Linked DNA regions of Mus musculus: region 1 is linked to region 2. A link is a contact called in public Hi-C data. All regions are on one chromosome and are shown on one strand. Each heading gives the region's core, a stretch centred on a gene start, on an enhancer-like site or on the middle of the called end of the contact. The rest is flanking DNA. Distances are from core to core; before and after follow the strand shown. Region 1 has its middle 7.4 kb from the start of Gm52637. Region 2 has its middle 7.1 kb from the start of Gm30991.

Region 1 (3,368 bases), core at 139-2,638, 340 kb before region 2:
CCAGGTGGGCATGGGGAGCCAGGAAGAGCAGGTGACATCCACTAAGATCACCACTTCCTTTTGTCACCAGCTGTCATGTCTGCTGCACTGGCAAAAACTCTTAAGCAATTTATCCCAAAAAGCCACTTGTTTTCATCTGGATGAGTTTATCCCCCCCAGGATTTCAAATGAAAGGAATAAATAAGTTTAACTCAAGGGAACAATGGCTGAGTCGCTTAAGCCTCGGTGGCAAGCATTATCTAATACAATTTTCCAGAAATTGTTATCATTATCGCTTGTCTTCTGGAGGCACTGAGGCTCTCGAAACCGAGTGTTACCATGGTGCCTACGATCTTCAGCAATTTTTCTTTTTGTTCAGTTTTACTTGGTAAATATTTCTCTTACTTTGTCTTTGAACTGAAATAAGATAGCAGAGGGAGGACTGGTCCCGAGGTGACCTTTTAACAGTTCCTCCACTGCTGGGTGGCTAGTAAGTTAATTAAGCTTCCTGTTAATTAACTTTAATAATTACTTTCGATATGGTCCTACCAAATGGTTCTTACCTTGGCCATGGATGGCCAGCCAGCCTGTTAATCAGAATGCCAGCCCACATTGCCAAGGGGCAACCTGACCCTAATGGATAAGAAAGATAAGGCTTTACCAGTTAGCTGCCTTTGCCTGGACAGAGAAAAGGCCAGGGATGGGAGGTCAGTTTGCACACAGCCGCAACGTCCACACTTCTGGCCTTCTTAAGGTATCTCTGTTTTAATGAGATGTTGGCAGAGTAAGTCATCTGGTCTTAATTTAAATCTGATTCCAAAAGACAGATCTGGTTTTAAGAGGAAAAAAGAAAAAGCTGGCAGATTTCAGATTTTTTCTTTTCTTTCTTTTTTCCTTTTTTTTTTCTGCTTTTCTGCTTTAAAGGAACATTTCTTGATTTGGAAAAGACTGATTCACCCAGAAGTCATCAATGGTAAATCAGTATCTATGTTCCCAGTGGCTTTTAAGGTAAAATACCTCACCATGTGATATCCACCTGCCTGCCTCATCAACCGAGCCCAGGCACGGGCAGAATGAGCCAATCACTAATGAGCATGGGTCTGAGCGTAATGCCAGTGCTCTCGAGCCGCAACGTCATGCTAATAACTTAAGAACTGCTTGGTGTCAAGGCTCCACACAGAGTGGATGATACTAGTCAGCTCATTTGGCTTTTAATAGTCTGAACGTCCTGGTGGCTCTGAGACTTTTTTCCAAAGCCAAATTGTCTTGCTTGTTAAATATGTAATGTATTTAGGAGTCTTCATTTTCCATGCTTAGAAAAATGGCCTTGGAGTCTTATAGCGAGCACCCCGTTGAGAGGTCTGTGGGCATTTGGAACGGGCTGATGGCACTGCCACGGGGTGTCAGCGTGGGTGCAGGGGAGTCAGACATTCTCCCCGACTCCCTTAGAGAACCTGGTGAGGTTCTCTCCAGTGCTTCAGAAGAGAGAAAGAAATCCGAAACGCTGGTATTTTTAGCTCCCACTCCCTTCTTGACTGTGAATAGGAACGTGATTGAGATTCCCACCAGTCTTCAAAGCAGACTTACCTTTAAAGCAAATGCCAAGGGTTTGAAAACTCATTGGGAATGGGAGCACACGTGCATGAACAGAGGCAGCTTTTAAAAAAAGAAAGCCAAGCCCTGGGGCTGTCAGCAGAGTTGAGATAAGGTCTTGCTCCCCTCCCCTGCCCCACACCGCAGGAGCACAGGCGGGGATGTTCCTTCCACTTTGACATGTCATGTACCCTGCGGTGTGGACAGGGACTGGACTCTCAGCTGGCCCATATGCCCCAGGGCACGTGGGGCTCTCCCAGTAATTGGAGTGCTTACAAAACCAGTTCAGTACTCGAGGAAATGACCTGCAGGGTATGCTGGGATGGATTCAAACATTTCTTGTCACTTATAGCACCTGTGACTGAAGAGACGCGGGGACAGAAAGGAGGGTTAGGAATGCATAAAATCTAAAATAAAACCACCACAGAGCTCAGAGCACATGTCTGCTCACAGAGACATCAGCTGGGGGAGACTGTTAAAAGAAAAGAGAAGCCCCTTTGACTTTAAGAAGCACATTCCTAGGACCTGGCACCAAGCTAACAATGGGAGCCAAGCCAGGGCAAGCCTTGCAAGTGTTCCCTGCCGCAATCCTATCCGAGGAAGCCACCTGGCTGGTTTCAGCTGGAAGCCTGCTTCACACCCCTTTGGACAATGTTGTTTGTAGAGCCATCTGGCTTTGGTCATGAAACACTCGCCAACACCACAACATCAGGAATGATACTTTTCTTTCTTGGGTCACAGACAGGACGAATCATATTGTGTTGATTAACCGAGGAATCTGGAACATATGAGCAGGTTTCAAAAAATCATCTAGCATTCACCCTAACTTTTTCAATGGTCATCTAGAGTCTCCCAAGTTTCCTGTTCCTCCATTCTGTGACCTTCTAGACTTAGCCAATAAAATATCAAACTGAGAGCAAGCTTGCTGTAAACATGGCTGGCTCTTTCTACCCAATCTGTAGGGAGTGTCAGTGTCTGGCAGAGTGGGGCCTCTGCTTGCATGAGCTTCACTGGTGTGTTCATCCCACGTCCTAAACTGCGGTACCCATCTGATTCCGGTCTCCATGGTGATGGTTACAGCTCCCATCAGGATTTGCAGCCCTCATCTCCTTCTTCCTCTTCTGCTTTTTTTCATCCTCTTCTGGTAGCTGGGTCAGAACCCAGGAGGCATCTAGAATCCTTGCCTCTCATCAACATGGCCTCTGCAAGTTCTGTCAGTGTCACAGGCCTTCCCATAAGTCTCTACTCTGTCTCCACAACCCCAGTCTGGATTTTGTCACGTCTGACAGGAATACTGTAATGGCTTCCCCATTGTCATCCCTTCTTCCTGTCCCACTGTGCAGTGCTCACTCCTCAGATCTCACCTCATGGCCTTCTGTTCTCCTCAGAGATGAGCTGTTGAGATAATCTATTAGCATGGCGGCAGCAGCCCTCCTCATCCATCTCAGGCTTCCCCTACAGAGTGTTTGCAGCCTGATGGGAAGCCCCACACCTTGGGTTACATTGCACCAGGCAGTAACTCTGGACCAGTATGATGTGGCAGCCAAGAAGCATGCTCCCGTTGCAGTGGTGGCCACCTCAGCAATACTCTTTAGTCTGTTGCCCTAGGCTCCTCATCTGTAGGTAAAAAAATGGAATCCTAGGGTGATCATAAAATGGCACGCACAGAGAACTCAGCTCCAGAGTGCCAATGGCTTCCTCTGAGGACCAGAATGTAGATGTGGTGGAAGTGTGGCCAAGGGGGTGGGAGCCCAGGATGAACTTAAATAATATCAAATGGACACATTTAGTCTCCT
Region 2 (3,062 bases), core at 14-2,513:
CAGAATCTGGAGAGTTCGTGTTCTGCCCATATGTGTGTCTCTTTATAGGCGTGCTTTAGGGCACATTCAAGATGCTTGGATCATGTTCAAACCTGATTGATAAAGCTCTGAAGAGAAAACACTATCTGTCTTTTTCCTTTTGAGATTAAATTAAGAGTGGCCTTTAAAATACCTGCTTTACAGACCAGCACTACCAACTTTGTATTTTCCCTTTTCAATAGTGGATTGCCTTTAGCTAGTCTCTAGTATTAATTCAGATATAAAACCTCTACCCTGGAAGACACCAGGAGGACTACTCTTTAAAACAGCATCCATGACAGATTTCTTTCTAGATTAGGCAAAAAAAAAAAAAAAAAAAAAAAAAGAAAGAAAAAAAAAAGAAAAAAATACTAAATGTTTACTATAAAAATATTGTTGAAAACAGAAAATTAGGAACAATAAATATGCCACCCACAGTCTTTCGATTTCTGTCTTCTTATCTGGGCATTAACAATTAAGATTAAATCATATGTATGCATTTGTGCATATGAAACAGCCTAAAATTTTTCATTGTGTATGGTAGCCATTTTCATACTATTAAATATTGCCTGGTATGCACCTTTTCATAGCTGTATACTACTGCATCACATGAATGCACATTAATGTTTAGGGCAGACCCTAAGTACATGTTAGTCTGCTATAAACGCCCACCATGATGAGCTCCCTCTCCACAAACCCAATAGCAACAGGACCAACCCACAATGGATGAATGAAATGTCTTAAATTATCCATTAGTATAAATCACCAAATTATAATTGCCTTTGTATGAAGAACCAACTTTGCATTCTTGTCTATGTGTATTAATTATTTAATATCCCACTGAGTTCAGTTTTCCAGAACTTCATTTTATTTACAGTGTCTACATCTGTGGATGGGCTGTTCCTAAAGCCCACAGGGAATGCTGCACACAAAATGACTGAGTTCCACATCAAGGAGAGAGCCGACTCAGGGAAGGCGATCTAATCCAATGGCCTTAGATCCTACAGGGAAGCAGTCTCAGTACCACGTGTATTAATACCGTGATTGACGCAGGTCCTCTGAAGAATGCAAAACCAAAGTTATCCGATTGGCATTGGGATTAGGACAACTGTTCCATTATTGTATGTAAACTCCTGCTATAAATAACCTGACAGTATCCATCTGCATGGGATGCAGGGAAGGAGGAAACATGCAAAGTGAAGACCAAAATAGACCTGGGATCCATCTGGTGTACTCTTTCCATGGAGCCCCAAACAGATGGTCCAAATTCCCAAGATATACCTGCCTAATGCCATGGGGGGGGGCAGTATAGAGGGGCTGGGGCAGGATTCCTTTCAGCAAGTGGCCAGTCCAAAGAGAAAAAAAGGAAAAGAAGGAAAGAAAAGAAAATCCAGTCACTAGTTTCTTGAACATCTGACATGTTCCAGACACTGTTCTGGAACCCAAGAATCCAATCATAAAGATGAAAGACAAGTTCATGATCTAGAGGAAGCTATTAATTTCCCTTCCCATTTTGCCAGTTTTTCTTCCTCCCTGACCTCCTAGCTTTTCTCTGACCCCTAGTCACATTGCTCAGACAGAGTGGCCTGCCTTTCCCTGTATTGGGACTTGAGTCAATGTCCTCAAAGGCCCAGTTATTGAAAGTCTGGCCATGTCATTACTGATGTGAGATTTTAGCCTTGACTGTGGTGGTGTCATATTGGATGGAGAACAAGTCTGGTGGTGTGGGACAGTTGCCAGTACTTGCTCATGGATTGTGCCACCTTTGAAACCTGTCGAAGAGTGTGACCCTAGTAGATACTACAGAGTTTTAAGCACTATAGTGACGTGGTCTGTCCTGAACGAAACTTTATACTTGAACACAGACACTGCAAGTGGACGTTAGCGCACATGCTCTGTGGTGTGCAGAAGCCCGGCTGGAGGCTAGCTGGTCAGGACAGCGAGGGTCAGTGGAGCAGCTGTCTGACGGTGGGTTCTGATACGCTAGAGTTACAGACTGAAACATGGGGCAGTCAGCATCAGCAGCCTTAAGGTGGTTGTGACCTTCCTGTGCTTGGGAATCTTAGTGGTTTCCTTTCCTTGTCATGGGTAGTGTGGGAGCCCCGGAGTGAGTGAGGAAGCTAAAACTTGGGGTGAAAGGAAAGCCCCACAGCTTATGTCCTGGTGTCTCCCCATCCGAAGGGCCGAGTCACTCTGGGTACCATGCTCAGGTCTCATGTTTGTGTTTTTAGGAAAAAAAAAATCCTGCTAATAAATAGGGGATCCTTTGCAAAACAAAGAAAAAGAAAAAAGAAAAGAAAGTAGCTGAACTAGTATGGGAGACATCCAGCAGGAGGAAGTTATGTCACTGGGGGTGTGTCCTTGAAGGTCATGTTGGACCCAATTGAGAAGAAGTTAAGTTTTGGGGGGTTCCTTGAGGGGCATGTTGAAGCCCAGGTCCTGCCTCTTTCCTTCTTAGCTTTACTCTACCATGTGGCCCTCACCACAAGGCCCAAAGCAAGTGATCCAACCAGCAGGGAACAGAAACCCCTGAAACCCTGAGCTGAAATAAACTCTTCTTATAAGTTAGTAGGTTCAGACTGTGTGTCACTGACACAAAGCCTTCCTTATAAGTTAGTAGGTTCAGACTGTGTGTCACTGACACAAAGCCTTCCTTATAAGTTAGTAGGTTCAGACTGTGTGTCACTGACACAAAGCCTTCCTGACACACACTTCTTTTTCTAGGCCAGTCTACAACCTGACTGGTCAAATTTCACTAGTCTGCAGGTGTCTTCAGCTTGGTTCTTCATCCATTACACTTACTGGTCAATTTTAGAAGTCACAGCTATGACCTTTTCATCTCTGAACCCCCTGAGCACCTCCAGGGTCCTCAAACCATGTGCAGTGCTCAGCAGCAGCCAGTGAAAGATTTCAGCCTCTCGGAAGAGGCCCATCGTGTCTGGAACACTCTAGAAATTGGCATTGTTTTCTCTCCCAAATCCCTTCCCAGAAGGTTAGAAAATCTAATAAAACGCTCTTTGGGAGGTCTAGGCAAGGATAGAATG

The links. Hi-C and Micro-C count contacts between places; a contact is called where the count stands out from the background.
Region 1: a contact with region 2 is called in a Hi-C map of cerebellar granule neurons, with 2.3 times the contacts expected there. The contact joins two enhancer-like sites. A contact is called at or near these places in 2 of 484 Hi-C or Micro-C datasets (cerebellar granule neurons and forebrain) and 1 of 115 datasets of contacts at active chromatin or transcription factors (neural progenitor cells).

What each region holds. Positions count from the first base shown.
Region 1 is chr3:85,376,946-85,380,313 of GRCm38.p6, reverse strand. No RefSeq gene overlaps it. Among named protein-coding and RNA genes, the nearest start is that of Gm52637, 7.4 kb to the left of the region's middle. Within about 2 kb of position 1,388, at least 41 of the 459 cell types and tissues checked have an H3K27ac peak or open chromatin away from gene starts, as enhancers often do. A contact at or near this core is called in cerebellar granule neurons, where this site is marked.
Region 2 is chr3:85,040,497-85,043,558 of GRCm38.p6, reverse strand. No RefSeq gene overlaps it. Among named protein-coding and RNA genes, the nearest start is that of Gm30991, 7.1 kb to the left of the region's middle. Within about 2 kb of position 1,263, at least 10 of the 459 cell types and tissues checked have an H3K27ac peak or open chromatin away from gene starts, as enhancers often do. A contact at or near this core is called in cerebellar granule neurons, where this site is marked.